Regions from separate parts of the Mus musculus genome. Here regions 2, 3, 4, 5, 6 and 7 are each linked to region 1. A link is a contact called in public HiChIP or PLAC-seq, capture Hi-C and promoter capture Hi-C data. All regions are on one chromosome and are shown on one strand. The core of a region is the stretch at or near the end of the contact, and the rest is flanking DNA. Distances in the headings are between cores, read along the strand shown.

What was found. Promoter capture Hi-C pulls out the DNA fragments that hold promoters and counts their contacts. HiChIP or PLAC-seq counts read pairs in DNA pulled down with a chosen protein or histone mark. Capture Hi-C pulls out chosen DNA fragments and counts their contacts.
Region 2: a contact with region 1 is called in a promoter capture Hi-C map of embryonic stem cells, with 2.2 times the contacts expected there. The contact joins the promoter of Jpt2 here to the promoter of Cacna1h in region 1. A contact is called at or near these places in 3 of 39 promoter capture datasets (embryonic stem cells, liver and pre-B cells), 1 of 484 Hi-C or Micro-C datasets (embryonic stem cells) and 2 of 115 datasets of contacts at active chromatin or transcription factors (bone marrow-derived macrophages and embryonic stem cells).
Region 3: a contact with region 1 is called in a promoter capture Hi-C map of pancreatic islet. The contact joins the promoter of Mcrip2 here to the promoter of Cacna1h in region 1. A contact is called at or near these places in 2 of 39 promoter capture datasets (hippocampal neurons and liver) and 1 of 9 other capture datasets (pancreatic islet).
Region 4: a contact with region 1 is called in an H3K4me3 HiChIP or PLAC-seq map of bone marrow-derived macrophages, with 2.2 times the contacts expected there. The contact joins the promoter of Rhbdl1 here to the promoter of Cacna1h in region 1. A contact is called at or near these places in 5 of 39 promoter capture datasets (cranial neural crest, hippocampal neurons, liver and 2 more) and 1 of 115 datasets of contacts at active chromatin or transcription factors (bone marrow-derived macrophages).
Region 5: a contact with region 1 is called in an H3K4me3 HiChIP or PLAC-seq map of forebrain, with 3 times the contacts expected there. The contact joins the promoter of Fbxl16 here to the promoter of Cacna1h in region 1. A contact is called at or near these places in 15 of 39 promoter capture datasets (the 3T3-L1 cell line, 3T3-L1-derived adipocytes, the HPC-7 cell line and 10 more) and 4 of 115 datasets of contacts at active chromatin or transcription factors (embryonic stem cells, forebrain and neural tube).
Region 6: a contact with region 1 is called in a promoter capture Hi-C map of adipose tissue. The contact joins the promoter of Ciao3 here to the promoter of Cacna1h in region 1. A contact is called at or near these places in 9 of 39 promoter capture datasets (the 3T3-L1 cell line, the SN4741 cell line, cranial neural crest and 6 more), 3 of 115 datasets of contacts at active chromatin or transcription factors (embryonic midbrain, embryonic stem cells and forebrain) and 2 of 9 other capture datasets (adipose tissue and pancreatic islet).
Region 7: a contact with region 1 is called in a capture Hi-C map of embryonic stem cells, with 5 times the contacts expected there. The contact joins the promoter of Gng13 here to the promoter of Cacna1h in region 1. A contact is called at or near these places in 18 of 39 promoter capture datasets (the 3T3-L1 cell line, the C10 cell line, the HPC-7 cell line and 12 more), 1 of 15 datasets of contacts at CTCF or cohesin (large pre-B cells), 10 of 115 datasets of contacts at active chromatin or transcription factors (bone marrow-derived macrophages, embryonic basal ganglia, embryonic forebrain and 4 more) and 3 of 9 other capture datasets (adipose tissue, embryonic stem cells and liver).

What each region holds. Positions count from the first base shown.
Region 1 is chr17:25,431,253-25,435,516 of GRCm38.p6, forward strand. It overlaps Cacna1h (calcium channel, voltage-dependent, T type, alpha 1H subunit), which reads right to left and starts at 2,531. Exons shown (of 35, transcript NM_021415.4): 1 at 2,218-2,531; 2 at 1,618-1,934. The coding sequence starts at 1,916.
Region 2 is chr17:24,958,597-24,962,860 of GRCm38.p6, forward strand. It overlaps Jpt2 (Jupiter microtubule associated homolog 2), which reads right to left and starts at 2,027. Exons shown (of 5, transcript NM_198937.2): 1 at 1,972-2,027. The coding sequence starts at 2,015. It overlaps Cramp1l (cramped chromatin regulator homolog 1), which reads right to left. Exons shown (of 21, transcript NM_020608.3): 21 at 2,630-4,264.
Region 3 is chr17:25,866,992-25,871,255 of GRCm38.p6, forward strand. It overlaps Mcrip2 (MAPK regulated corepressor interacting protein 2), which reads right to left and starts at 1,747. Exons shown (of 5, transcript NM_026633.3): 1 at 1,634-1,747; 2 at 1,423-1,552. The coding sequence starts at 1,685.
Region 4 is chr17:25,835,302-25,839,565 of GRCm38.p6, forward strand. Rhbdl1 (rhomboid like 1) reads right to left here and starts at 1,826. Exons shown (of 8, transcript NM_144816.1): 1 at 1,687-1,826; 2 at 1,110-1,271; 3 at 668-892; 4 at 444-592; 5 at 169-281; 6 at 1-76. The coding sequence starts at 1,725. It overlaps Rhot2 (ras homolog family member T2), which reads right to left. Exons shown (of 19, transcript NM_145999.3): 19 at 3,156-4,193. The coding sequence ends at 4,067.
Region 5 is chr17:25,806,847-25,811,110 of GRCm38.p6, forward strand. Fbxl16 (F-box and leucine-rich repeat protein 16) reads left to right here and starts at 2,253. Exons shown (of 6, transcript NM_001164225.2): 1 at 2,253-2,540.
Region 6 is chr17:25,771,383-25,775,646 of GRCm38.p6, forward strand. It overlaps Ciao3 (cytosolic iron-sulfur assembly component 3), which reads left to right and starts at 2,394. Exons shown (of 11, transcript NM_026238.4): 1 at 2,394-2,505; 2 at 3,664-3,759. The coding sequence starts at 2,440. Gm41550 (a long non-coding RNA gene) reads left to right here. Exons shown (of 3, transcript XR_876684.1): 3 at 1,028-1,162.
Region 7 is chr17:25,715,669-25,719,932 of GRCm38.p6, forward strand. It overlaps Gng13 (guanine nucleotide binding protein (G protein), gamma 13), which reads left to right and starts at 1,860. Exons shown (of 3, transcript NM_001357782.1): 1 at 1,860-1,913; 2 at 2,999-3,130; 3 at 3,259-3,434. The coding sequence starts at 3,033. The coding sequence ends at 3,364. Chtf18 (CTF18, chromosome transmission fidelity factor 18) reads right to left here. Exons shown (of 22, transcript NM_145409.2): 19 at 4,197-4,264; 20 at 3,984-4,115; 21 at 3,700-3,757; 22 at 3,362-3,616. The coding sequence ends at 3,480.

The sequences.
Region 1 (4,264 bases), core at 1,281-3,780:
CACAGTCGGCTCAGACCAGGTGGCAACGTTAGCTCTACAGTCCTTGAAGGCTCAGTCTACCTACGAGAGCCATCCCATCCCCACCTTCTCTGAAGGTAGCAACACAAACAACCTTGTTAGAAGTCCCCAGGGACACAGCAGCCGGAGAACCAGGCTCAGCCTCCAACTCCTGTGTAGCCACATCCTGGCTGTCAGGAGACCAAGTCTAGGTCCACTCGCTCTTCTCCTATTTTGTACAGCTTGAGAACAACAAATTCAGGCACTAACACAGGGCTGGTCTTTGCCACCTCCCCAAGGTCCACAGTAGCACTGCCCGGTGGCTCATCACTATTCCCAGCCATACAATCTCATCACCAAAACCAAGTGGTCCAGTCACCTCCCAGTCTAGATCCCGCAGAGGGGACAAACTGACAGCTGGCACACAAGGTCACCCTGCTCCTGCACAGAGGGCCAGCCAACCCAGAAGATGCCCACCACGGGCAGTCACTACCATCAACTGCAAAGGACAAAGACAGCAGGCAGTGAAGCCCAAGCACAGCCCTGGACCACCCTCCTTTACAAGCAGAGAAAACTGACTCACCCAGTGTTTGGATTGGAGTGAAAAAAAACATGGGCTTTATTACTTTTTTTGGTACAGATTTCTCTTTTGTATTTAATATTTATACAGTTAAACACACAAGGTAGAGAAACATATACACACATTGCTCATTTTGCCTCTGTCCCGGACTCCGCTGAAGAGTGTTTATGGGCCCATGTCAACTCCCCTCGGCCCTCCACCCACCCAGCCCTGGTGACCAGTTCCGAGCAGTTGCTGGGGGTGGGGGTGGCCGCACTACCAGGCATCATTTCAGCCCCTCCTCTGAGACTATCAAGCCTATCAGGGAGAGCCCTAAAAGGCCACCTGTTCTGGGGCCAAAAGCCTCTTTTGCACCCCAGAAATGTTGCCAGTACTGACCCAACCCTGTTCTGGAAGCTTCAGTGAAAGTCTGTGGCCTTGGGGCCAAGAAAAAGAAGTCACAATCCCTTCCTTTTGACCTAGGCAACTGTGGTGAAGGGGCTCGGGGTCAAAGCTAGCTGCCTCCTGCACACACACACACACACACACACACACACACCCAGCTGTGCGTGACTTAAATCAGCCCCTGAACGGACTTCAGCCTGGAAAAGTGAGTTCTCAAACCAACGTCACTTCGAGGAGAACCAGGGAGCAGCCCTGCCCGGCACACAGCGCCAATGAGCAGGTGGAAACTTTCTCCCTTTCCGGCCCCCAGACTCCAGCGAGGGTCTTCACACAGGCTCAGGTGTTTCCTTTGGAAAGCTAAGAAGGCGGGGATTCCCATCTTTCCCCCCATCCCCCGCCCCAGTAGGACTCCTGGAGTTAACTACCTTTCATTTCCTTCCACCGGCGGCATCCTCGCCGCTTCTGCTCATACTCTCCCGTCCCGAGGTGCCTCTGAACCCAGATTCCACAGGCTAACCCTACCATCTCTGAGAAGAACGCCGCCCTAGCACCCCTACCCAGAGCCCCCGCCGGATCCCACAAGCCGGGTTCACAGGACGTACGCAGAGGAGTCCCACACCCCAGTCCCCAGCGCCCTGCCAACCCTGTAAGGATATGGGTTACAAACCAGTCGGAGGCACCAGCTGCGGGGCCGCGTGGTTTGCCCGAGGCAGAAGAAGACTGTGGCAGCCAGAGCGGGGTATGGGACGGGCTGTTCCTCGTCGGCGCCCAGGTCCGCACCACACTCGGTCCCTGGGCTCTCGGGAGCCAACACGCTCGACCCGGATCCTCGCTGCTCCTCGCGCCCCGGCACCCCAGGGCTCGCTGGGGAAGCCCTCACCGGCGCTGCAGGAGCCGAAGGCGAAGCGCCCAGGGGCACCCGGACCTCGTCCGCTGCCAGCGTGCCCTCGGTCATGGTGGCAGAGGGCAGCACCTGCGGAGAGAGGGGCAGGCGGTGACCCTGGCCCAGGAACGACGCCCCCGCCCCGCCTCAGGCGGAGCGGAGCTGCGGGAACAGCCGCGGCCGCCGGGATGTCTTTGTCTCTCCTTATTAGAGACAAGTGCGCCCCCCGCCCCCTCCCGCCAGCAAAGCCTGGCAGCCCCACCCCCAAGGCCGAGGCGAAGGGTTGCGGGAGCCCTAGGGGCTCCGAGCCCATAGAGCTCAAGTTCAAAGGGTCCCAGGCGCGCAGTAAGCGCGCGTACCCTCCGCATCTCACCTCGCTCCGGTGGCCAGCGGCGTCCCTGTGGGCATAGCCCGGGCGGCGCTGTCACTGGGGACCCAGTCCAGAGCCCGGAGCTGGGCCAGTATCGCCTCCTCGGCCCGCGCCCCCGGCCCACCCGGCACCAGCTCTCGCGGAAGCTCTAGCTCCGGCCCGCCCAGCAGCAGCAACGGTGTCCCGATGCGGAAAACCGCTAAATGCACGGCGGGGCGGGCGCGGACCGCAGGCACGGGCCGGGGGCGCGGCCGAGCCAGAGAGGGAGCGAGCGAGCCCTGGAGCCCGTCCGCGCACAGCGCAGGAAACTTCGGAGTGAGCAGTGGCGGGGAGGCGGGGCGGCGGGGGCGGCCCATGGGGCGGGGCCAACGCGGCCGGGGCGGGCAGGGGGCGACCCTCAGGGACCGAGATAGGGACGGAGAGTGGGCGGGGGTCATCAGCCCGGCCCGCCCCCACCCAGACGTAAGCTATCCCACAACATCCCTTGGTCCGTGTTTCTCCGTGCCGGTACGCCGCCAGCCCCAAGTCCAGGACTGGGCGAACCCGGTCCGCGCCCCCCTCCCCGACCTCTCCTCCCGCCCCATACTGTCTCGCGGGAGAGCACGGCAGCAGGGGGCGCTCGCAGGGATGCTTGGACGAGGGGCGGGGGAAGCGGCGCCAACGTCCTTCCCCACCCCCACTGCGGGGGCGCGGAGCCGGCGGGGACCCCCTCCTTTTCTCGCGCGCCGCCCCTTCTCTTCACTGCTAGGGTCGGCTAGGGGGCGGGGCTCAGCAGGCGTGGGAGGCACGCCGTGACCATGCCCGCGAGGCGCGTGCCCTTCCCCCACCGCGTGTGTCTTGGGTGTGCCGGGGCGCCAGTGTCTTTGGGGCGCGTGGGCGACGTGGGGCGCGTTGCGCGACGCGACACCAATTGTCCTGGGGCAGTCCGGGTACTCTGGTACGCAGCTCCCCCACACTCCTCCCAGTTTCCGCAAACTTGCCGGTGCCCATCCCCCTCCCCCTTCTCCTGGGGACTGGGGCTCTTGGAAGAACCTCGAGAAGGAGTACAAGCCGAGCGGGGCCTCCCAGCACCCGCCAAGGCACACAGAGGGTATATCCTGAGCATGTCGCTGAATCTCCTTTCATACTCCAGTGGTTGCATGACCCTTGTCCCATGAAGGCATGAGCAGAGGGGCTGTTCCCCCCCTCTCCCGCTGGAGGTATGCAGGGATTTTTTTACTTTCTCACAATTACCACACTAGGGCCATAAAATTCCAGCTCTTAGGTGTACATCCACTTAAATTTCAACCAACAAGGGGCTCTTTCACCTTCAGGCCCTGTTATTGGGGAAAACCATTCCTGTCCTAGACAAAGAGCAGCCTCCCTCTGCCCTGGGGTAGCTGGGCTCTTTGGAGGGCCAGAGCAACATAGCAACCTCAGACCTGGATGGAGCCCTGGCAGGGTGAGCTGCAGAGAAGTGGAGTTTCCCATATGTGGTTCTGGGATTCTAAGAGGATTTCACCACTGAGCCTGGGAAGGGCACAGCCTGGGGAAGGAGGTGGAGAACAAGAACCATGTCCTCTGCCTGTCGGTCCAGGCAGGGCAGGCCCCTGGGCCCAACAGCACCTTGTCTTGTATATGTGAACTTTTCAAGAAAAGAAAAACATTTACTCTATTTTAATGCTCCTACTTACCAGTGGGTGGCTGCGGCCCATAATTAAGGTCCTCAAAGAGCAATTAAGGACCTAGCCACCCAGGAGAGGGATCAGGAAGAGCCTTGAGCCTTGAACACAGCTGAGTGAAGCATAGACAAGCAGGCGAATTATGCCAACGCGGGGTCCTGGACCAGATGGCTGGCAAGCACTGCCACTTTCCTCCAACCCCTCGGAAAGGTTATGATGAAGTGCAAGGTGGTGTTTTGCTTGAAAGCTAGCTGGAGACCGATAAGGTGCCAGGCTCCGATTGGAGCTACAGGTCCGCTGGAGGGGACACTGGACATCTTCTTGTTCTTGGGGGCTTCACTCCAGTGGAGGGCAGGCCAGGAACAAGTGTGTGTAGTGGTGGGGTGGGG
Region 2 (4,264 bases), core at 777-3,276, 470 kb before region 1:
ACCACTGCCCAGCCATTTATTTTCTTATTGGGGGTTGGAAAGAGCTGAGTCAGGATCTTGAAGTGCTCAAATTCACTATGTAGTGAGTGACAACCCTGAACTCATATTCTCTACCTCCATGTCCCGAGTGCTAGGATTACAAGTGTGAATACTCCTAGCTTTATTTTAATAATCTCATTTTACATGAAGCCACCAGCATCCTACCCTGTGGAGGTTTGACCCCGGCAGACCCTCACTCTACACTCTCACCTTCCCAGTCACTCTGTGGTTATTCAGACACAAGATACCGACAGCCAGACGTGTGTGTCAATGGTATGTGTTCCATGTATGTGATACAACAGAAGCAGGAGCCTCAAAACCATCTCCAGAGATGAGGCCCAAATTGAGTCTGTTACGGGAATATAGGAACTAGCTTTTGAACTTAATATGGGTATTGAAAGTAAGGATTTAGTATTGCTTTGTGTACTAAAATAATGAGCCACTTGGGCAAGAGCAGTGTCCACCTCCATCTCAAAGACAATGGAGCAAGCACAAGCTTCAAAGCCTACAGCAGCAATGCAAGTCTTAAGGTTGCCCCTGCAGGGTCTCACAAATGGGCCTTTCAACAAATAGGGCCCAGAACAATGGCACAGTGTGGCCTTCTGGAAGCCACTAGCAGCCATTAATCACAGTAACACCAGTGGAGTGGAAGGTTCTAGGGCCAGATTAGTCAACTCAGACTTTAGGACCAAATCCATAATTCCAATTACTTTTTCCTTTTGTAGTACCCTTTAAATGTTTCAGTAGAAATACTCAAGTTATCGAGAAAATATAAGGGATATAGGCAAAGATGAAAAGCCAGAGTTCAAATGAACTATGGCACTGGAGAGAAAGAAAATATCGACGGTTGTCAGCGCTCCCAGGCCTCCCTGGAATGATGAGTTTCATAAGAACTAGGAACTAATGAGAAAATCTGGGACAAAGCCATGAGAAATAGACCGGGTGGGGGGTGACGTGTTCTTCATGGTTAGTAATTTTTGTGGATGAATGACAGTAATACCATAACGCTTTTACAGTTCAAACATCTCCAGCACAAGAAAATCCCTCTGCTGAGGAGACAAAAGACAGGGTTAGACGAAAGGAAACCCTGGAGTACAGACAGACCTTACAGACTCAGGCTTTGTAGCAATCAGTCGGACTATGTGCTGCTATCTTCTCCAACCTGCCTAAGTTGCCATCCAAAGCACGCTTTCTATCTAATATGGCCCAGACTGAGGCTTCCAATTGCGCTTCATTATCCAGTTAAGGTAGCTCCCCTTTCCCCCTCATCCCGCTATCAAGTGGGTATTTCCTCCTTTTCCTAAATTCCTCTCCATGGACGCCTACTCAACAATTAACTCCTGGAGCTCGTAAAGTCATTCGAACACCAGTTTCATTTTATCAACTCAAATGGGGATTTCCTCCTTTTCCTAAAATCCTCTCCATGGACGCCTATTCAACAATTAATTCCTGGAGCTCGTAAAGTCATTCGAACACCAGTTTCATTTGATCAACTCAAAGCAGATCAGACAGAAAGCCTAGAGGAAACTGTGTAGGGAAGGTCCCCGCCCAGGGTGTAGCAGTCAGTAGTGCATCCAACAAACACCTGGTCGTGGGTTGGGTCTGAGAACGCTGCCGCTACTCAGCCACATTCAAAGGTCGTCATGACCAACCAAACTGGACAAGGGAAGGGCTCAGGAAGCGGCAAACAGCTCGGAGCGCCCGGCTAGCGTCTGTCCTGAGCAAGCACTTCAGGAGAGCCACGTGTCTTAATCCCGCCGCCCGGTCTCCACTCCGCTCTAACCCCACAGCCTTCCTGCAAGGCCCTGCGGGAGAGCGCGCACAGTATCCTCAGGGGAGCCCCGCGCCACACCCACCGCACTTGTAGGGTCTCCCGCCCGCCACGTGGCTGCGGCTATGCGCCCACCCGGGCCCCAGCACCGGTCCGCGCACCTGGAACCCGACTTGCCAGCTTGGCTGTCCGCGCCCTGGAACATGTCGGCCGCCGCCCCGCGCTTTCACAGCCGCCGCGCGGCGGTTCCCGCTTGGTCCCGCGCAGGTACCCTGACCCGCCCAAGCCAGTTGGACGCCTCTCGCGCCAATCATGTCTCTGCAGCCTATCGTAGAGTCGTGCCCCACTCCTCCCTCCCGCCCCCAAGGAGAGGGAGGCTTGGAGGCCCGCATCGCGCTTACAGCCGATTGGCTGCAGGGGGCGCCTCTCATGGCCTCAGGCGTGGGCATTGGTTCACAGCTCGCCCCACCCCCAGCCAACACGCCTCCGCATGCGAATCCGCATTTTCTGGCCGACCTATCCCGGGCTGGATGGCACTAGGAAGTTTCTGGCCGGTGGTAGCGGAAGGCTTCTTTGGGGTTACAGCACCTTCGGGAGGAAAGGTTCATGGAAGCGCACAACATACCCATAACAGAAGCAGCGAATTCTGTAATGAATTCCGCATTCAGCGGTCACTCAATCGCTGAATCTCTGATGCCTACCTGTTTGCTCACCCTCACCTCCAGGGCACCTCCAGGCCTTAGAGCTCATCTCATTACACTGTGCCTGTTGGAATACCCTAAGCATACTGGCTTTGAAAGCAGGCACAAAAGACAGACATTAGATGAAGTATTAGTATGTATTTATGCACAATAAAAACATTTACAAGCCGAACTGGAAATTTTAGCCGAAGTTTTAACAGTTCTTGTTTATTAAATAACCAAAACACCTTTTATTCCCAAAAAATTGGTAAAGAATAAATAATGTAATTTACAATATGGTACAAAAAATAATCAGAAGGACAGGCATTCTGCTTTATACATACACTGTATATTTATAGTCTATAAAACAAATTCACATCTCAAGCCGGAAACCTCAGATGATATGGCTTAACGATTATCAAAGCAAACAGCACTGAGCTCTGCCTGCTGGGGGCACCCCTCCAGCCAGTGATCTTACGAAAGAATAAGGGTCTGGCTGGGGCAGTGCTTCCAAAACTGGACTGACCACACCAGGCTAGCCTCTGGGAAAGGTATACTGTGGGTTTCTTTCCTTTTTTAAAGTGTTTTTTTTTTTTTTTTAAATTAAGACAAAGTACGGTATTTCCTCATGAATGCATCTGGGAGATTTGTTTTTAAAGTACATAAAACAATTTCCTTCTAAACTTATTTTGACCATTTCTAATAATATGGTTTGGTTAAAAATGCTATTGAACTGAATGACACCTCCCCTAGCAGAGGCTATCACAAGGAATGAAAAAGAAGAGGAGGGTAGGAAAAAAGGTTGACCAACAGATGAAATGTCCCAAAGTCCCACTCCCTGAGCAAGTACTATGCCCGACAGGATCTATGGACTTCAGCTCGCCTGAGCATCTTCTCTAGGACACAATCCATGCCAAGCACCAAAGATACAGGTTCCCCATCTTTTAAAAAGATGAATCAACATGTCTAAGAAACATTAATATTAACAAAAGATTTTCTCAAAGAATGACCGCATGTAAGTCACACTAAGTTCCAATGAGGAGAGGAAGCCCGAGTGAACGCCAACCATCCAAACTGATGGAAGGAAGAGAAGGAAGATGTAGAACCCAGGAGCCTGCCTTGCTGTTTTTGTTTTGTTTTTTAAAAAACTCTAACCTTTAGCAGTTTTCAGGTTTTATGCATGGATATTTGCTTACGCTGGGAGACGTTGTATCCACTGATTCTCTGCTACAAATGCCACCATTTGTCCTTTAATGTGGCGATGATGAGCAAACCAGTATGGCTGGTGAAGAACCTTCTGGAATCTTGTCAGCTTCCTTACAGTAACGCACCAGTCCATCTGATGCCGCTTGCTACTGGGAGACAAGGGCTGTAGTCTCTGCTCCTCAAGACGTCTCAACTCCTTTTAGCCGGCACAGACTAACATGTGCCTACAGCATTCACTGCCTCATGGAAACCAGCTTAAGAGCCCAACTACCTAGTTCTACATGCGCAGTTACCAGGATTCTACAAGCACCCATGCTTATTAATGTTGTGGGAGAGTCTACCTGAAACACAGGAAGAGCAGCTAGCAGTGGCCTGAGCCTAGCCTGGTACAGGCTACAGTCCCAAGATCTAAATGCCTTCAGCTAAGTAAGGCATTGCTGAAAGCACACAACTGGGTAGAGACACATTGGCTACCTTACCACAGTCTCTTGACGGCACCATATGCTTGCGCTTCTCATCTAACAGTCTGACTCTTACCAGATGTGGGGTCTGCATGTCAGCATCTGGG
Region 3 (4,264 bases), core at 497-2,996, 430 kb after region 1:
ACATAGGGAAGACTCCTTAGCCTATCTCCTCAGTTCCCAGAACTCAGGACAGGAAACCAATCTCCCGGGCGTCAGGTGTTCTCCCTGGTTGCTGACAGATGAGTCCAGGCCTTCACATCAGCTTATCTTACTGAAGCCTTTTTAGAGGAAACACGCAGTGTGGTGTCTCTTGCAACTCAGCATTCTGGAGAGTGTTACTACCTTCTCCTCTTCCTGGACACTGACCCAAATATTGCCACAAGCCTGTCCGTGTTGTCCCCCAACAATAAGGACTTTAAAAGGTGTTTTCCCGCCGGGTGTGGTGGCGCACACCTTTAATCCCAGCACTCGGGAGGCAGAGGCAGGCGGATTTCTGAGCTCCAGGCCAGCCTGGTCTACAGAGTGAGTTCCAGGACAGCCAGGACTACACAGAGAAACCCTGTCTCTGGGGTGGGGGTGGGGGGTGGGGGGTGGGGGGGGTGTTTCCCAGGTAGAGATAGGCCAGTCACCAAGGCAGCTCCAAACTCCCTGTCTGGGTAACCACTTTGTGGTTATACATCTGCACCATAGAGTTCTCCCAGAGACATAAGGGCAATAAGGACATAAACCGATGTCATACGGATGTCCCCTAGGGCAAACACAGGCCACACAGGCATCTCCTACCTATAGCTTCCGAAGCCTAGTAGCTGAGAGCTAAGAGGGGTGGAGCCAGCCACACAGACTCCCCTGCTGAGACGAGTCTAACTCTTGGCCTCCCTCGAGATTGTGGTCTCTTTGGTGCTCTCTCTTAACCGGTTCACATGCCACCTCTACCAGAGTAGAGCCTACATGCCTGCAGAGTCCAGTCTACCGATACAGGAAACAGTAAATGGAGCCAAAGAAGTAAAAGGTTCAGCCTTGGTTGAGTGGGATCACTTCCAGGTCACACTGGCTGAAATCCAAGTAGCTAGGGCTGAACTTCCCTAGACACATTGCGGGTTAGGAAAATCAGAAAACTCTTGGAACCCACAGGCGCGGGCAACTGCTGGGGAGGAGGGCTCCAGTGTCCCAGGGTGTTAGTGAAGGGCAGGGACCTGATAAGACCAGCGGGAACACGTGCGCTTCTTCTGCTCTGCAAGGACAGGGCCTGAAGTCCTTGAGAGCCAGGGCCTTGGGCAACTTTCCCCAACTTTGACCTCGACCACTTCCCAAGGGGTCCAAGTTAGCGGCCCAAGGTCACCAGGTCCCTCGGTTTTGAGTACTTGCGGTCCTTGACAGGCGGGATTGGTCGGAAGCCCTCAAGGCTCCACGTGGCCACCAGGGTCCACTCAAGCCAGCTGGGCCCAGAAGTAGCCGGCGAGCAGAAGTGCACGAGTTGCCTGCGCCCCGCCCCCTGCCCACCAGGACGCGTGGTCCCCATCAACCTTCTCCAAGGTCACCCTCGTGCCCGGCGGCCTGGCTCACCTTGCAAGGGGCCAGGGTCCCTGAGTCTGTGCCGAGGGCTGCAGGTGCGCGGGTAGCGCGGTCGGCGGCACCGGCTGCCGGCATTTCAGGAGCTCGCCAAGCCTGCTCTCCACCTGCTGCTGTGTGGGACCTGCGGGCCGGGGCGGAGGGCGCTGTCAGCCGCCGCGAGCCAGCGGTCAGGACGTCCCGCCTGCCCGCCCGCCCTGCGCACCTGTGCGGCGCTGCGCGACCAGCTTGCTGGGCCCCTTGGTGATAGTGTACATGGTGCGCCGTCCCGCCCGCCCCTGGCAGCGGCCAGATCAGGCACCCTCCACCAGCTTCACTTTGCGGTCCCAGAGGCTCGGCCCCTTTAAGGAGGGAGGACGGGCAAAGGGGCGGAGCGACCCACACACGCCCCCTGCCCTTAAAGGAGCTTCGCCTACTTGGTAGCCTTCCCAACCCTTTGGAAAATTGGCCAAGTCACTAAATTTGAGCTAAGAACGGGTTGTACTCGCCAAGGGGTATGCCATCTCTAGACTGGAGCGTGCATGTGCGAGTGTGCATGTGTGTGCTTGTGTATCTGTCTGAGATTTCAGAGAGAGAGGCTCTTTCAGTTGAGGAGGGCCCTTTGTGTACTAGGGTAGTGCTAGGGACCCTGAACAGTCTCTAAAAACACCAGTATTCCAGCTCATATTTGAGACACCACCACCACCCAGCCAAGTGCCTGGACAAGCCTGGATTGTTGGGGATCACTGTGTCAGGAGTCAGCTTTAGAATGAGTGCTCTAAGAGTGTTTAAGTAGATCTAAAGTACTGTGGAACCAGAAGACCAGGAGAACACAGAGCCCTCAGGGGGTACCCTATTCCTAAAGTACTATACTAACCGCTCTTCAATTCATGTCCTGAGCCTTTTCCCCAACTACTGGGGAAGCTGGAAATTAGGTCTGTGGGGAGAGCCACAGGGTTTCCCAGTACAGCCTGGAAGGAGGAAGAACCCAGCAAGAGTGGAAGCAGCCTGACCCCCCCCCCGTACCCCCCCCCCCCGCCCCCAGGTCTCCTTTTTTTGCTGTTGGTTTTTTGTTTGGTTTGGTTTGGTTTTTTGAGACAGGGTTTCTCTGTGTAGCCCTGGCTGTCCTGGAACTCACTCTGTAGACCATGCTGGCCTCAAACTTAGAAATCCGCCTGTCTCTCCCTCCCGAGTGCTGGGATTAAGGGCGCGCGCCACCACTGCCCGGCGTGATGTGAAGTCTTGAACTGTATCTGCCAAGACTTGTGCTGCCCCTGCCACCAACACCTGGCCTTAAGGTTCCTATTGTCATATTTGAGGAGGGTCAGTCTGCAGGCACTAGGGACTAGGGGAGGCAGGTCTGTCAAGTCTTGGACCACTTAAGCAAGACGAACAGTGAGGAAGGAGTGAGGGTGGGTAGCTGGTCCACCTGAATTCCAGAGTATCTAAGGAACTCCAGGGGACTTTTATCCCAGGTGACCAAGCCTTCATTCCTTTGGCCCTGGGCCTTTGGCCTTACATTATGCAGAGCGGGGCTGGAGAGTGAAAGGCCTTCTCCAGCTCTGAGAAGACTGTTGAGTGTACTAGGGAGGCATGAGACATCTCACTCATGTCTAGTTGATGAGCCAGTGAGTTTATTGCGGTTACTTACTGGAGCATGGGTGACTCTCACTATGTCACCAAAAAGCCCACCACAGTATAGGTGACAGCTCATGAGTGCTGATCCTGGGAGCTTCTTTCCCAACCCTACTTAAGAGTCCCCTCTCGGGGCTGGAGAGATGGCTCAGTGGTTAAGAGCACTGACTGCTCTTATAGAGGACCTGAGTTCAATTCCCAGCAACCACATGGTGGCTCACAGCCATCTGTAATAAGATCTGATGTCCTCTTCTGGTGTGTCTGAAGACAGCCACAGTGTACTCATATTAAATAAATAAAAAATCTTTAAAAAAAAAAAGTCTCCTCTCAGCCGGGTAGTGGTGGCAGCACACAACTTGGGAAGCAGAGGCAGGCAGATTTCTGAGTTCGAGGCCAGCTTGGTCTACAGAGTGAGTTCCAGGACAGCCAGGGCTACACAGAGAAACCCTGTCTCGAAAACAAACAAACAAACAAACAAACAAACAAAGTCTCCTCTCTCCTAGCACTTGGCACCTGGTTATATAGCACCTGGGAATTTGAATCTTGAGGTTTTCCTGAGCTTCACAAGTTTCATATCGCCTTCCTAAGTCTTAAGAGCTTCCCTCCTTCAGAAGGAAATGTTTCAATCTGCTGGTACCAGGCCTGTGACTGCAAAGGTGAGTGTGGATCTGGGAAGAGAGTTAAGGCCTGGAGTTGTACCGAAAGAAAGAAAGAAAGAAAGAAAGAAAGAAAGAAAGAAAGAAAGAAAGAAAGAGTGAGTCTTGGAGCTGAGACGAAAGGATGGACCATCCAGAGACTGCCCCACCCGAGGATTCATCTCATAATCAACCACTAAACACAGACACTATTGCATATGCCAGCAAGATTTTGCTGAAAGGACCCTGTCTCTTGTGAGGCTGTGCCAGTGCCTGGCAAATACAGAAGTGGATGGTCATTGTCTTCTATTGGGTGGAACACAGGGCTCCCAATGGAGGAGCTAGAGAAAGTACCCAAGGAGATGAAGGGGTCTGCAACACTATAGGTGGAACAACAATATGAACTAACCAGTACCTCCAGAGCTCATGTCTCTAGCTGCATATGTAGCAGAAGATGGCCTAGTCAGCCATCACTGGGAAGAGAGGCCCCATGGTCTTGCAAACTTTATAGGTCTCAGTAAGGGGAATACCAGGGCCAAGAAGTGGGAGTGGGTGGGAAGGGGAGCAGGGCAAGGGGGGAGGGTATA
Region 4 (4,264 bases), core at 576-3,075, 400 kb after region 1:
GAGCACAGGGCATAGACCCCTCCAGAGCCCCCTACCACGGGGGCACGCATATCTGTGATAGAGACAGTCAGGGAGCCTGTGGGCAAAGGGAGAGGTGAGGGCACAGCTGGCCCTCCCCTCAGCAGGTGAGGTAGGCAGGGGACCCACCCACCTATATGCCAGTCTCACCTGCCAGCACGCCCGCCAGGTAGAGCAGGCTGATGCGAAGCACGCCATGTACCATCTCCAGGGGCACACCGATCATCAGCTGCAGGAGGGCATTGAACCCTAGCTGCTCCAGCCTGGCCACAGAAGAGCATGGCAGAGGTGGTCAGATGGGTACCCTGCCTACTCCAGACCACCTCAGGCAGTGTAACTTAGCTGGGAGATAAGCCTTCAGAGTCAGTGGGCAGGTGCTGGGGGTAGGAGTGGAGAAGAGGCTCTGGAAGGCAAGGCTCACTTACCCGACATGCATGAACATGTAGGTGAGGAAGCGCCATGCCCGAGCACGGTGTCCTGGGTGATACACCAGAGGGCTCTTCATATATTCAGGGTGGTAGGTCTGGAGCACCCACTTGTTGAGACGTGCCCCGTAGCACAGGAACACGATGATCTGGGGACACTAGTGTTAGGGCTGGTCAAGACTAGGGACTCAGGAGGCCCCAGGGCAATGTGTAGGCAGGCCCACCTGGGCAAGAGTGACCGAGGCCATGAACACAGGGGGTGGGCAGGTGCGGTGCCTGTAGAAGTACCAGCGGCGGTCCACCTCGCAGGGCAGGATCTCGTAGGCCACATAGCGCACAAACCGCTTGTAGACACTCAGGCCTGGCTCATCTAGCAGTCCGTCTCGGGGCAGTGCCCGCTGTCCGTTAGCAATGGCTCTCTTGAAGCTGCTGGAACGCTTGCTGCTGATCTGAAGGGCAGGAACCTTAGTGTAGGTGACAGTATTGTTCCTGTGGAACCCTACCTTACTTGGCTGTGTGGCTGCTAATGGTCTGAGGGTCTTCCACACTGCCCAGGTCTGTAAGCCCTACCCAGTAAAAAGCTGTGTGCCCACCCAGCTTTGGTCAGGGTGCTGCGCTTGACCAGGCCTGGGCCCTCCCCTGCTGCCCACACACCATGGCACTGACCAGGTCCACCAGCTCCTGGTAGCAGACCTGGCCCCGCTCGTTGCTCTGAGCCAGAGCCACCAACATGTCCAACTTGGTGGGGTCCAGGGGCAGCTCATGGCTGTGTACCAGACCAGCGAAGGTGTCCGCACCGATGAAGCCTGTGTTCTCAGGATCCAGCTGCTGTGGTGGGGGAGTAGAGGGTGGGCCAACTCCCAGCCACAGGGCTGAGCTAGGCTGGCTAGGAAGGCTGGACCTTTGTGCCAGTCAGTGCCTGTTTGCTAGAACCAGCTTGTTCCCAGGCCCTGGCAGGGCAAGGTGCCTGGTTTGGCTGTTCTACCACCTCATATTCGCTCTACCAGTCCTAGAAAGGGGAAGGACCTAGGTCCAAGGACCACCACCCTCCATCCCCAGCTTTCCGTGGAAACCCGATGAAGCCAGACCTTTCTTGGGGTCGGGAGTCTCAGAGACCAAGGTCGTGCAGGGAGGGGGGTTTGGGAGGCGGCTGCCTGGGCCTTCTGCGAGCATGGTCCCTCCCCCGAACCCCTCACCGGCTGGAAGGGCGCCAAGGCAGTGCCAGCTCCCACCCACCACGCACCTGCTCCTGAATGAGCTGCAGCAGCGAGCTCCTGTCCATAGAGCCGGGCCGAGGGCCGGGGTCGGCCGAGGCCGGGAGGGGCTGCTCTGCGGACCGCTCCGCTCCGCCCCGGCCGGCCCGCTCCGCCTGCTCTGCTCTGCGCTCCCCGAGCTCAGACAGCGTCACCGAGATGCCAGCCCAGCGCGCACACAGCCAGAGTACGCGCATATCCTGCACGCGCACGCGCGGCCCCAACTCGACGCACTGCCTGGGTAGATCGTCCCCCACCGAACAGCTCGACCCAGAACCACTGCCTGCGTCCAGCTCTTGCACCACGTGCGGCAGAAGCTTCTCCCAGTAGGCCATAGCTGGCAGCCTGCAGCACCCAATACCCTCTTAGGCAGCCTGTTTTATTACCTTCCCTAGGATACTTTCTTTCTACTAAAAATAGGTCTGTGACCCATCCCCAGAATGTCAAGGTCCAGTTGCTCCCATCATACTTTCTCCTGAGCTGGAGCTGCTTTCAGTAGACACACTTGTCCTTATTTGCACTGTTCCAGCAACGAAGCCCCAGGTTCCCTATTCATGGCCAAGGCTGGAAGCTCTAACCAAACATCCCTGAATTGGATTTGAGATAGCAGGGCCTCCAGTGCAAAAACACCAGTCAAGAAGGCACAGGGGATAGCCAGGAAGAGCCACAAATAGCCACGTGAAGGTAGAACTGACTGCAGCTTGGATAAGGGAGGGGGTGTGCTCCTGAGGACAGTGAAGGTGACAGACCAATAGGATGTGTAACCATGGCAACCCCCCCAAGTATCATTCAAAACAATCTGCTACTGCAAAGATGGGATGGCAGTTATTCTTGCCCGATGGGCCTCTACAGGGAATACAGCTGCCTACAATAAGCAGCCTGCCTAGATGCTCAGTGGGACGGCAGGCCAGTAGGTTGGGACTGGAGCAGGAGGCAAAGGCCTCATTTTTCAGGGATCCCTGTTCTGTGGACATTCTGGGGCAGAGAGAACCCACCTGACCCAACCCAAGTGACTCGTTGAGTGTATGGATTCCTGTTTGGGTGTCTTTGGTGGTAGGAGGTCATGTCACAGGATCAACTCCGAGTCCATCATTCACTCAGCTTCTGGCCAGGTTGAGATCTATGGCTGGCCCTTGCTTGTAACAGCCAGGCTACACATAAAGCCCAGGTTCTCAGCAGAGCCAGGCAGGCTGCCTGGGCTGTGTGGAGTGTGGGGCAATGAAGAACCAACAGCAGAAGCAATGTTCCCAGAGAAGCAGCAGGAGCCCTCTCACACACACCCCCACCCCCATGACACTGATGGATGCTGGCATTACTAGACAGCAGACCCCTTAACTGGACCTTCCGTAGCCATTAATCAGCATGACTAGTGAGACCACAGAATGGGAACCAGGACACAGGGGAGACGTCTCAGAAGGGTCAGGTGGCATTTCCAACTCACACAAAAACAGCAGTCACATTGCGATTGAAAAGCCATTTTTTATGGGGCTGGAGAGAGGACTTGGTGGTTCAGAGCACTTGCTGCCTCTGCAGAGGACCTGGGTTTGTTTCCAACACCCACGGGATGGCTCACAATCATTAGTTAACTCCAGTTCCAGGGAACTCTGACATACTCATTTGGCTTCTGTCGGTACCAGGCACACACACGGGGCACTTACATATATGGGCAGGCAAAACACTCAAACTCATAAAAATAAGCATATTTTTGAAAGAAAGAAAGAAAGAAAGAAAGAAAGAAAGAAAGAAAGAAAGAAGAAAGGAAGAAGGAAGAAAGGAAGGAAGGAAGGGAGGGAGAGAAAGAGAGAAAGTAAGTTGCATTGAGAGATCAAAATCCAAGAGATGGAAAAGACAAGTGAAATTTAATCAGGAAAGTCAGTTCCGCTTGCTCTGCAGCTGGCGCAGTGTGGATAAGGCTCCACACCTGACAAAAAGGTGGGACCTCTGTGACTATCGGGTCCCTCCCTGATTTGACCACTACCTCTTGCCCTCTACATGTCCACTGGCCATGCACAACCAGGAAGGGGGGGGAACACACCCTGAGAACTTCGGGTCCTGGTCACTGGATTCCTTACCCACAGCCCAGCCCCTTACACACAATCCTCCCTCCCTCCAAGGCTAAGGCCTCACACCTGGCACCAGTACTCTCAGGCTCAGCAGGACAGGCCTGGAATAGGGCAACAGACTTTTGGAAGCCAAGATCTAAATACCAAGTTCCTGAGCAGGAACCCACATCAGTCCCAGGGACCCTGTAGCCAGCCACACAGATATTACTCCAACAGGCCGAAAGCCCATACTTCTTTGCCGTGTGGGCCCACATAAGGCACCACAGTGTGCTGTGCCTGGGGGCAGGAGAGGCTCATGGGTCCTTTGTCATCGGCTCTTCACTAGGACCCTGTATAGTGAGAAGCTAAGGACAGCAGCCACAGCCGTGCCGACAGCCACCAGCACTCCTCGGAGCCAGAAGGAGGTGGGGTGCAGCTCTGTGTGCACCAGGTGTCTGTGGAAAGAATAATACTCAAGACGTGTGCTTGCGAAAAGCTCACTGCTGAAAACCCGTCCCAGGCAGGC
Region 5 (4,264 bases), core at 1,003-3,502, 380 kb after region 1:
AGAAAAAAAAAAAGCCGGGCGTGGTGGTGCACGCCTTTAATCCCAGCACTTGGGAGACAGAGGCAGGTAGATTTCTGAGTTCAAGGCCAGGCTGGTCTACAGAGTGAGTTCCAGGACAGCCAGGGATACGCAGAGAAACCCTGTCTCGAAAAAGTTAAGGCTGAATTCTGTGGCCTGTAGCTGTAACCTCAGTATGGGAAGTCGACACAGGTGACCTCTAGGAGCAGTAGCCAGCCAGCCCAGCCTACTCAGTCAGTTCCAAACCAGTGAGAGAATGCACACAAGAGGGAAAAAAAAAAAAAAAAAAAGAAAAAAGAAAGAAAGAGAAAAAGGAAGTGGGGGGGGGGAGTGGGTGATACAGGCTAAGGGGTAGTTCTGTGGGTAAAGTGCCTGCCTGAGGATTAGGGTCCTGGGGACCTGTGGGTCAGGCAGTCCAGTATAAATGTCTCAAAAAAGAAAAGAAAAGAAAAATCAGGATAGCTCTTCAAGCTCTCACCCTTTTTTACTTTACTCTCTAGCCCTTCTTCCATCTCTCTCTTTTTCCCCCTCTCTTTATGTGGCCATGGCCGCTCTCTCTCCCTCTTTCTACCTCCTCTCTTTCTCCCTTCCTTTTAACGATAAAGCTCTAAAACCATTAAAAAAAAGAAAAGAAAAAAAGAAAAGACAAAACAGGGTAAAGAGTGGTAGAAGACAGACTGGCAAGATGGCTCAGTGGTTAAGAGCACTGACTGCTTAACCTGAGCAAAAGGTCCTGAGTTCAAATCCCAGCAATCACCTGGTGGCTCACAACCATCTGTAGTGGGATCTGACGCCCTCTTGTGGTGTGTCTGAAGATAGCCATGGTATACTCACATACATAAAATATATAATTTTTTTAAAGACTGGTAGAAGAGGATTCTAATATCAGTCTCTCTCTCCTCTCTCTCTCTCTCTCTCTCTCTCTCTCTCTCTCTCTCTCTCTCTCTCTCTCTCTTTCTCTCTCTCTCTCTCTCACACACACACACACACACATATACTCACTCACACACACTGCCTAAGAAATACCTGAGACTGCCCTCTAACTTCTATTTGCACCTTCACATATATGATCATACACCACACACACACACACACACACACACACACACACACACACACACACACACACACCAGCTAGGATACAGCTTACTTCCCTTTCTTATTGCCCCTAGGCCTCACATCATTCCCAGGAGACAGACCTCCCATCTCCACAGCAGTTGGTCTCATCTGAGGACATTCCACCCTGAAGCTCCTTCTCTTCCAAGACGCTACTCTGCTGTCCCAACATCTGCTGTTTCTGGTCTCAAGAGAGACCCAGATTGGGGTCCCTTTAGCCTGCTGAGAGGTCTGGCTCTCCAGCAGCCCTTAATGGGTCCTTTTACACAAACCACCCTCCCTGGTCCATACAGGCTGCCACCACCTGACCTCTACTTCATCTCAGAGCGAACCTGTGGAACTCCATAAGGCAGGTCGATTCTCGAACCATTCCTACCAAGTGCTATGGGGACAGAGAGGGCGTCTCAGATCATTTGTGACATTGTCAGAAGTAACCCCTCCCCACTATCACTCCACTGTCTTGTGTTTTCATTGACGCTTGCTTTAGTCACTTGCTTGCAAGTGTGTGACTATGTCACCCAGAACAGGGATTCTTCTGCCTGACTCGCAACAGGATCGGAAGGGATATGAATCCTAGGGGCCATAAGGAGGGTGTGTGTGTGTGTGTGTGGAGGTGCGACGATGTCGATGTCTCCACTCGGCTTCTCTTTCCTCGCCCTCACAGGTGGCAATCCAAGCAAGGGCACATAGGGCCAGTTGCATCTGCGCAGGATCCGGAACCCCACTGCCAACCGCTCGCGCCAAGGACCGCAATTCTCCTCAGCTGGCAAGATTCTGGGTCGCCACCACTTTGTGCAGATGGGACACTCGAAGCTGCTCTTCGGCCGCGCGGCCTACGGGGTTTGTTATTGTGCGAACACCGGCCGCTGAGCGGGTGCTGCCGCCTGGCGCGTGCCCGTCGGTACCGCACCGGGAGCGCGCGGAGAGGAGCGGGGCGGGGTTGGGGATTCTCGACACCTCAGCCTGGCTCTAGAACCCGGATTGGTCCGGACGCCGGGAGCGCGCGAGGGCGCGGCTCTTAGGGCCGGGCGGGGGGCACGCGCGGCGCCGGCGGCGGCCGCGGAGGAGCGCGGGGAGGAGCGCGGAGGAGGAGCGCAGGGAGGAGGGGAAGGGGAGGGAGGAGGCGCCCGCCGGGTTCCCTGCAAAGCGGCCTTATTTATCTGGGCACAGCCTCAGCCTCCCCGGTGGGAGGCTCAGGGCGGCAGATCCTCTCCCACCGGGGAGCTCCGCTCGGAACTCTGCGGAGAGGGCCCTGGCGCGGGGCGCCGGGCGCGGGGCGCAGTCGGGCCCTGCTAGCCAGTCCAGCACCTCGGCCGCCTCCGCGCTAGGCGGCTCGGGTGCTGAGCTCCCCATGACGCGAGGTCGCCCGGCGGACAGCGTGGCATGAGCCAGAAGCCCTGGCCGAGGTAAGGTGTGTGTGCGCGCGCGGCCAGGCTGCGGGGAGGGGAGGGTCCAGGTCGAGCCACTGCCTCCGCGAAGGCTACAATGAGGAGGGGGCGGGGTGGGGACTTGGGACTGCGCCGCGGCCGCCGCCGCCTGAGCAGGGCTTACGTAATCGCAGCCCCTTCCCCACCTCACCCTTCGGCCGCTGAGCCAGCGGTTCCGCAGCCCCTAACCCTAGTGGCCGGCCTGATTGCGCCCCGCTCGCTACCGGCAGCGCGGTCAGGCTGTATCTCCGTACCACGGAATTGCTGAGAGGAAGCACGGTGGCTGCGAGGACGCGGAACTGCAGGCCGTCAGCCCCCACTCCTTCTGGCTTGGCTCTGGGCTCTCCCCACTCCAGCCCTATGAGCCTCCGGCGGACTGGAGGACGTGACAGGTGTTGATACAATTAAAAGGGAGGAGCCATGTGGATATGTGGCCTAGGGGTCCTGGACGCCTTCTGGACATGAGCTGGTATAGAGCTGCCGCCCACAGCTCTATACCAGGGAGTGGGCTGGCATGTCTTTGGTTCTAGAAAAAGAAAATGGGCCTTGGCCAAGATTGGAAGGCTTCAAAATGGGGAATGGGCATCCTGAGATTGCTGAGCAGGGCTTCCATGTCCTTCTAGGATGTTAGTCAGTGGGGGATCCTCCCCACCCGTCATCCCAGGAGAGAAGGCTGCACTGTTGAGGCCTGGATCTGGCCTAGCAGCCCTCCTGCTAGCCCCTCCCAGCCCGAGCCAGCAGCTGACCTCCCAGGAGCAGATGGCAGATGCCACTTCACCTGCTCCCTCCTGGAGGCCCGACTTCCACTGCCATCTTGTCCCAGGGCCCACTGACCAGGGTCTTCTCAGGCCTCCCTGCTGCCCCTTCGGGACACGGGACCCTCTGTTCCAGCCCAACACTTTGATGAAGTGCTGGACAGCAGCCTCATCGCAGCAGGGGGGAGGGGCGGGGGGGGGGCCGGTGTTGGGACAGGAGCCTGGATGATTAGGGGCTGCCTAGATCAGGTCAGAGGCATGGTGGAGCCTCGATTTCCTGCCTAGACGTGGCCTGAGGGCCGGGCTGGGAGCCATTGGGAGAAGAGAGGGAAAGTCAAGGTTGAAAACGTGGGTGATGTTGAGATAGCCCAAGATTCAGCAGCCTCATTTCCTGCCACCCTCACTATTTGCCTCCCCAGTCACCCATACTGTAAGTCCAGGACACGTATGCACTCACCTGTTCTCCCAAATACACCTGAACAGGTCCCGTCTCGCACTGATGAAGTTAAAACAAGTGCATCTAGGTAGCCCTGAGAGATTGGGCTCTCTATTTCAGAGGCACTAGAAGGGGCTTCTGGTGGGCATCACTCAACCTTCCTGACCATAAGCCTTCACCTCTGAGAGTCACTGATGAACCTTCCGGGACTGGCACTGGGGGGGGGGGGAAGGCAGCAAAGCAAGGTCAGGAGGTCAGTGAGCAGCCCTGAACTGTCCCCATTAGTGGTCAGATGGCCAAACTGGCTGCAGAGAGTGCAGGTGGGCCTCACTTGGCAGGTGTCTAAAGGAGCCTTGGGTTTTGAAGGTCTCATATTCTACAGAACAGCGGGAGGGGGGGCGTGATAAGATGAAGCCTGTCGTGACTATTTGCCCTTAGTTTGGTCACAGAGCATTAGTTTGATCTTCTGGAGCATTGACCTAGGTTCAACCTGGGTCTGTTTACCTCCTGGG
Region 6 (4,264 bases), core at 1,144-3,643, 340 kb after region 1:
CAAACAAAAGGATTTGAATCCAGGCTGGGCTGTTCAGTGAAAACAAAACAAAACAATAGGGCTGGAGAGATGGCTCAGTGGTTAAGAGCACTAACTGCTCTTCAGAGTCTAGAGGTCCTGAGTTTGAATCCCAGCAACCATATGGTGGCTCACAACCATCTGTAAGATCCAATGCCCTCTTCTGGTGTGTCTAAAACCAACAAAAACTGAGTATAGGATTTTAGTACATCAGTTTTTTTCTCTTGTAAAATCGCATGCATTTGTGTGTGCACATACATGTGTATGGGTACATTTGTGCTATGTTGTACCTGTGGAGGCCAGAGAGTCAGTTTTCTATTTCCATTATACAGGGCCTGGGATTGAACTCAGGTTAGCAGGCTTGGCTGGCTAGTGGCTGGCCATGGGCCCCAGGGCTCTCCCTGTCTCTACCCTCTCAGTGGGATTACAGGCAGCACATGTCACTGTGTTCAGCTTTTACATTAATGTTACAAGTCACACTCAACTCATTCCTCATGTCTGCACAGCAAACACTACATCAACTCTCATCTCAGCTGGGTGTGGTATCGAATGCCTTTAATCCCAGCACTTGGGAGGCAGAGGCAGGCAGATTTCTGAGTTCGAGGCCAGCCTGGTCTACAAAGTGAGTTCCAGGACAGCCAGGGATACACAGAGAAACTCTGTCTTGAAAACAAAGAAACAAACAAACAAACAAACAAACTCTCGTCTCAGCCTGATTGTTACCATTTCTAGTAGACATTTTGGTGACATTAATGATGTTACAAAGCCAGGCATGGTGGCACACACCTTTAATCCCAGCATTCCAGAGGCAGAGGCAAATGGATCTCTGTGAGTTCTAGGCCATCCTAGTCCACCAAGCGAGTTCCAGGACAGTCAGGGCTACACAGAGAAACCCTATTCTGTTTAAAAGAAAAATGACATTCACGTGTGCAGCATCTATTCTAAAGACTTTTCTAACCACCCTGATCAGAAACCTTCTCCACACCTGAGGTCAGCTTTCCATCTGCAGGTTTGCCTGTCCTGGACATTTTTGCTGAATGGTGTCACACGTGTGGCCTTTTGTGACTGGCTTCATGAAATCCACTGATTGTAATGTCTTCAGGGATCACCTACATTACACCAGGACTTCATTCTTTCTACTGTTCCAGGCCATTCTGCTCTGTCTCTCTTATTGGGCCTTGGATATGCCTCACATCTGCCAGCCGTCCACTGGGTTTGTTCTAATAGACTTGGGTTTGGTGGTGGTGGTGGTGAGTTTGAATTTCCAGGGATCTATGTATCACCCTCCTTCCAGCATTAGAATCCTCCCAGCAACCCTGTATACAGTTACCAAACCCAGACACTATTGTGGATGCCAAGAAGTGCATGCTGAAAGGAGCCTGATATGGCTGTCTCCTGAGGCCCTGCCAGAGGCTTACAAATACAGAGGCAGATGCTAGGCAGCCAACTGTTGGACTGAGCACGGGGTCCTCAATAATTAAAGAAAGGACTGGAGAAGCTGAAGGGGTTTGAAACCCCTTAGGAAGAACAACAATATCAACCAACCAGACCCCCCAGAACTCCCAGGGACTAAACCATCAACAAAGGAGTACACATGGCTCCAGCTGCATATGTAGCAGAGGATGGCTTTGTCATGCATCAATGGGAGGAGAGGTCTTTGGTCCTATGAAGGCTTGATAGATGCCCCAGTGTAGGGGACTTTGAGGGAGGGGAGGGGAGAGAGGGTGGGTGGGTGGAGTAACACCCTCACAGAAGCAGGGGAAGGGAGGATGTGATAGGGTGTTTCCAGGAGGGAGGGAGGGAAACTGGGAAAGGGGATAACATTTGAAATGTAAATAAAGAAAATATCCAATTTAAAACAAGAATCCTCCTGGCAAACAGAAACTGTCCTTTGGCCCTGGTCCAGTCCAAGAACCTGCTTCTGTAAATGTTCTCCCACACTCCAGTCTTAACATCTCAACAGCACTTGTCTATCTCATTTTTTGGTAAGCCCATTCCAAGGCATTCCAGTGAATCAAAGTTAATTTTGTGTTCTCCTGCCCACTGCATCTGGAACCTTCCTTGAGTATTGCTAGGTCAAGGTGATGAATGAAATCCGGATTCCGACCCCTACGGGAAGCGGGAGAGACTCTGAGTCTCTAGTTACATTCTTTGCGTTATTTGTCTTTGCTACCCTGCTACACCACAACCAAGGGACGCAAGGGAGACCGAACGCTGTGCTGTGGAACTTGCAGCTTGAGTCCGCTGGGCCGAGCGCTCAAGGCCGCCGGCAGAGGGCGCGCACGCTTTTCAAAGCTTGTTGACGGAGAGAAATGAGCATGCGCTGGAATTTGCGTTTTCCGGCAGAGTGGCGGAACTGCATGTCATTTTGGTGTCATTTTGCGACACCCCCGTGTGACACTCGGCGGCAGTGAGGCTGTCATGGCGTCGCCCTTCAGTGGGGCACTACAGCTGACCGACTTGGACGACTTCATCGGGCCATCTCAGGTGGGCCGGCCAAGGGCGAGTCGGGCAGGAGGAGGGTCCGAGCCTGGCCGTGCACCTCGGGAAACCTCTCTCGTCTGTGTCTTTTCCCAGGGCCCAGGACCCAGGGCCTCAGTCAGTCTAGTTCCCTTTTCACAAACACAGACAACTGAGGCCAGGGAGGGCCAGACAACGCGGTTACTGGGCCCGGAGCGATCCCTGGGACCATGGGAGTGTTTAGTGGTGACAGGCAGGTTTAGTGTTTAAAAAAAAAAGGTGGGGGGACTTGTTGTTATGTGATCTTAAGTTACTGTTGTAGTAGTGTCACCCAGCTGGTGATGCAGAGACATGGTGGGGCTGAGTTAGCCTCCACACACCTGTGAGATATCCCTTCCCACTCCTCTCTCAGAGCCAGTTGTCATCTCTGTGGACAGGGACCATGTTGAAGGGACAGGTTTGATGTCCACTTGGGCCACAGCCACAGCTAATGTTCCTGACGTTGCCTCGAGGAAGAGAGAGGGATACAGACAGACCGCCCTGAAAACAGGAGCTGCTGCCCTTGCTGGGTCTTCCTTTGTCTCCAGAGCTAGCCAAGTCCCATGACCCATAAAAGACGGGCTGAGCTGCCACACGGACAGGATGAACTGGGCCATCTTACCCGAGACTGGCCCTTTTCTGGAAAGCCACCAAGGTTCAGGAAGCGATAACAGGAGATGTCCAAGAGAAGGGGAGAGACATGGAGTTTCATCTGTGGTCGTGGGATGGAGGTGACCTCTAGATGTTTCCAAGGAAAGCCTTCCTGTCTGGCCAGGCCTCTGACACTCTGATCTCCGGGGGTGTGCTGCTATGTGCACGTAGGAAGGGCAGGCTAGTCAGGGCTTCTTGCATTAGCTTGCATATAGAGTTTGTAGCAGATTTCATGGTGATTCTGGAGAAAGAGTGGCCTTGATGGCATTCTCCTCACCTTGTACAGAGAAGGGTGGGCAACCAGAGCTCAGCATGGCTTCAGTGGCAGGAAGGTGGTAGAATTGGCCTCGGTGGTGAGCTTCACTCTATGGCCGGTAGCCAACCATCCCTGAGGCCCTCCATACCCAGCCCCCCACCCCACTCCCCACCCTCCCCACCCCCCGTCCAAGTTGCTTTCTCCTAATAGAGCCTGGTGTGGGGTCTTTCCTGGTGTAGAATTGCATCAAGCCTGTAAAGGTGGCTAAGAAGCCAGGAAGTGGCATAGCCAAGATCCACATTGAAGACGATGGCAGTTACTTCCAAGTGAACCAAGTAAGGACCCTGAGGTCTCACCACATCCCTGCTGGGGGCTGGCGGTGGCAGGAGGGGGAGGGAGGCTGGGGTGTGGATCTGAAACACACATCTTCTTCTGCCTTTCCCAGTCGCAGATGTGGCCACCCTGAAACTCACTGCATCTCCCCAGCTCTCTCACTGGTCACATTCACTGACCACGGGGAGCTGAGATGATGAACAGGGCTGCCATGGTGAGCAGCCAGTCTGTCCTGTTCTGCACGGGGCAGGAGGAGCCTCCCCTCCTCCTTTGCCCCCTACGTTTAGTAGCATAAGATTTTGAGGGGGTTGGTTCCCTCAAGCCCCTCCTCCCTCTAATCTGAAAGTTAGATCCTGATGTCTGTTAAAATTAACCCTGCCTGGCTGCCCTTTGCACTCTAAGGAATCCCCTTCAAAATACCGTGCGCCACTGCCCTGAGAAGGGAGGCCCAGCCATGGGACCTCTGAATAGGGGAGGAACCTTGGGCAGGTTCAGGGAATGGGTGTG
Region 7 (4,264 bases), core at 610-3,109, 280 kb after region 1:
CCCTCTGGAGGTCACCTAGTCCTTCAGCCTCTAGAGTGGCTGGCCCCCTTCCTCCCTATTGTCACTGTGCTCTGGTGGCTCTCCCAGCTTTTCTCCTGCCAGACACCCATGGTAGCCTAAGTGTTAGGGTGTGCATCTAGATCAGGGCACACAAAAGGCATGGGGAGGGAGAGTGAGCACAGGTCCCAGGAGATATGACAGTCCTCCACCCTACCAGGAAGAACGACATCTGCCCTGAGGCCTGGCACCATTAACCTTAAGCTCCTCCAACCCCCAAATCCATGATAAGTAATCTCTCCGCTCCCTAGCGTGCCCCAGTTCCAGGGATGCCTCCTGATCTAACCACATGTTGATGCACATCAGGGGCCAGGGAAGCTTGGTGACCCCATTTCACTGATCAACACCAGGGAAGCCTGCTGTGTGACTGATGGTCCTGAGAGTCCAAGGGACAGGGACCTGGTCTGTCTTTTGATCATACCTGCAGGGGTCCAGGCCATCTCCTGGGCAGGGTGAGCTCTGAACTCCTTCTGTTCCTCTAACTCTGACCTATCCTGTTGTCTAGGTAAGGGCCACTCAACAAACCTCCAGCCCTCAGAGGACCCAGAATACTTAGCAAGGTACTGGCCCTGCCTCCCAGGACAGGCTTGCCCCTCCCCCACGGGTTGCTGTTGCAGCCTGCGTCATATGAAGGTCCCCAGAGCACAGCTCCCACAAGAGTTGGTGAGGTGTACCTCTGACAGTAACACTGGGAAAGGGAGGCGCTGCTCTGGTTAGTTGAAGGCAGGGCTAGCCCCCTGCCCCCGTTACAGAGTCTCTGAGAAATAGGGAGGTGGCTGCCGCCGGGCACAGGGCTCAAAATCCTGTGGCTGAGGAAGTACTCTTCTCCCTACCCAAAGGCCATCCAGCATCAGCTAAGAAACTGACCTACTCACCCCCTAAGCTAACTTTTAATCTACCCAAAGCTGGAGATGGGTGACCCTTCACACCCGAGGCCCCCACGCACTATCCAACCGTGGGTTCTTTTGAAGTCATTGCCTGGGAATGAGGAAGGCGCCAGAAGGTGGGAGTGCTATGGAGGGAGGCCTGAACCCCTTCTAGGTGAGGCTCTTGTCGTGGAATTCTGCGGGATGCCCCCCAGCCTCCCATAAGTGGACAACACTGAAGGTCACCTGCACCAGGTGGGCTGCAAGACCACAGTGGGAAGTGCTCTGCCCCCACCCCCTCTTCTCAGCTGCCTGCATTGGAGTGCCCTGCATAGGAGGGCCCTGACCAGAGAAGCCTTGTTGGGTGGGGCATATTTTGCTGTTTAGGGCTCTGGTCCCAGTATCACAAGATTGTCAAACTGGGTTGCCAGCAGTTGTAGCTGACCCAGGAGAGACGGGACTAGCTCCCACTGCTGCATGTCCCACCCCAGGGGAGACCTGCCAAAGCTGTAGGAGCAGCCCAGGGAGCTCTTGGGGTCAGCCCAACCCTGTAAAGGCGGTACCAAGGCCCCAGGTGGCAAGAGTGGGCGGGGCGGCTGCCTGGGCTCCCCGGACTCGGACAGCCCAGCCTCACTCCACAGATCCCTCGGCCCTTGTCATCTCTGCTTTTGCTGTCTCCTCCAAAAGTAAGTCCGATGAACAGAAACCTCACACTGAGGGGGAAACAGACTCCAGGGCTCTAGGGCTTGACCAGGTGGGGCCCCTAGGCTAATTCTAACTACTGGGACCAGGGCAACTGCCTCCGGGCCTCAGGGGCGGGGCGGCCGACAGATCGAGTCCAGCGGCGCAGGAGCCATCGCTGCGCGACGGGGGCGCGTCTGTCCTGCGCCGTGCGCGCCGCCCGCAGTGCCCGTGTGCGCCGCCGTGCGCCTGGCCGGGGGCGTCTCGGGGTGCACCGGCGGCCGGGCTCCGGCGGCGGCAGCAGCGCAGGTAGGGCCAGTGGTGGGCCATGCCCCCAGCCCAGATGCTCCCATTTGTGGAGGACCCGCAGCTGATCCTCCGCCCACGTGCCTGTCGGCGTGTGGGGCGCGGGAGAACCTAGCAGGGTGGGGCACTGTAACTTGGGGGTCTCTGGGAAAGGTACTCTGCAGGTGGCCCCACACAACCAGGAATACTAGCCCACCCAACCTCTCACTGGTTCCTTGCGAGCCCTGCCAGGACCTCTTTAGGATGGGCCACTCTAAAGGCTGGGTCCTAGGCTCTCCCCAAGGCCAGCTCAGCTCAGTATCCCGGGATGGAAGCTTAGCCCGGATGTGTCTGGTACTCGGTGCCAGACCCCTCTCAAGGTCGTGGAAGCTGTGATTGGAGGGAGAACCAGAGACTTGGTCTTTTGGAGTGCAACTAGCTAGGGAGGGGTAAAGGGAGGCCCGTTGTGCTCCAACTGACAGCTCTCCCTAGTCAGGTCAGTGACTGGATCTGAAAACACTGGTCTCAGGAAGGCTACCCACCTCCCAAGTCCTGGGCTTGCTGAAAGGCCTGTGTCCCCAGACATTCTGCACATACCCCACCCTACATGCAAATTGCAGACAAATCCTCCCAGCCCCGAGATTAACTTGGCCTCTCAGCCTCTTTACCCATGCAAAACAGGCATCCAGGAGGGCCAGGCAGCACCCAGCATCTCAGGGCTCTCATCGCAGCACCCAGGGTCTGAGTTAGAAGTGGGTCTGGAAGGGGGGTGGGGGCTGCCCTGGGTACTCAGAAGTCCATCTTTTAACCTCCCTAGGCAGGGATGAGTCTGTCCTCCCAATCCAGGGCTGGGCCTTCTCAGGCTCATTTGCCCAGCCAAGAACGGAAAGTTTGCTCTGCAGCTAATCAGCCCCACTGGGTAGAGAAGGCTCAGGGGTCTTGTTAGTGGGTCCCTGTGGCCCTCTTCGGGCTCTTTGCCAACATCACTCCAGACCTCAGGAAGGACCAATGGGTGGTATGGTCCCAGGATCTCCCTCTGTCCTGGGGCTGAGGGTGGCGTGGGGGTGGGGGCTGCAGACCCAGCTCTTTTCGCTTCTCCTGCCCACCAGCCTCAGGCTGGCTACCACCGACGCCCCCGACGCCATGGAGGAGTGGGATGTGCCCCAGATGAAGAAGGAGGTAGAGAGCCTCAAGTACCAACTGGCCTTCAAGAGGGAGATGTCGTCCAAGACCATCCCCGAGTGAGTGCCCCATGATGTCTGTCATTTACCTGCCCAGCCACTGCCCCTTGTGTGAACCAGGACCTCACACCCCCAGTAGGCAGGTGCCACGGGAATGACCGACACTCACTGACACTCCCCACTCACAGGCTTCTCAAGTGGATTGAGGATGGAATCCCCAAGGACCCCTTCCTGAACCCAGACCTGATGAAGAACAACCCTTGGGTAGAGAAGGCCAAGTGCACCATCCTATGAGCCTGACCCACACTCTCTGTAAGGTGTGACTTTATAAATAGACTTCTCCGGGTGTCTCTGCTTTAGTCCATTCCCTGTGGGAGCCAGTGCGATCTGATGTCCTGGGGCAGTGGGGCTACAGCAGGTCCCTGATGTACAGGCTGCGCCGAACAGCATTTGAGACGCCCTCGTTGAACCGGAACCACACCTCACTCCTGCCCACTGCCACACCCATGCGCCACTCGTCCGCGTCCTTCTGGGGGGCCTCAACCTCTGCAGGGACCAAAAGGTTTGCACCTCAGCAGACCCCAGCCTATGTCTCCACCCCCTCCCTTCCTTCTGTGACCCATACACACCTCTGCTCGGGACTGCCACTTTCCTGATGACCACACGTCCAAAGAAGTCCCTCTCAGGCTAGCAGAAAAGAGGGCCGTCAGCTTGCCAGTGAACAAGCAGGCACACCTAGGCCTTTCCCATGTGAGAGGAGACTCCCAAGGCCTCTGAGCAAGGCCTGCGACTAGGAGGACCTCTACTAACCACTGCCCACTTTCTGAGAGCAACAGGTGGCTCCTTGGGATTGGGGCAAGCCCCACCCTCCGGTAATCATCTTGCTCCAGCCCTACCCCCAACACACACACACCTGCTCCTGCACGGTTGCTCTCGTCATGATGTGTTCTAGGCGCTGCTCATGGTTACGTGGGACAGGCTGCCTTGTCCCCTTTTCCCCACTGTCTGTCCACAGACTTGCAGGCCCTGAGGAGCCCTGGTCCACCTGAATGGAAGCATGAGAGTCGGCTAGCCAAGGCCAAACCACTGATGTTGTATGCTGTCTCAACACCGGGGACAAACTTACCTGGGGGCCACTTCGAGCCCAGGCCAAAGCCTCTGCCCTGCGCATCTTCTCCATTTCAATCTCCCGAG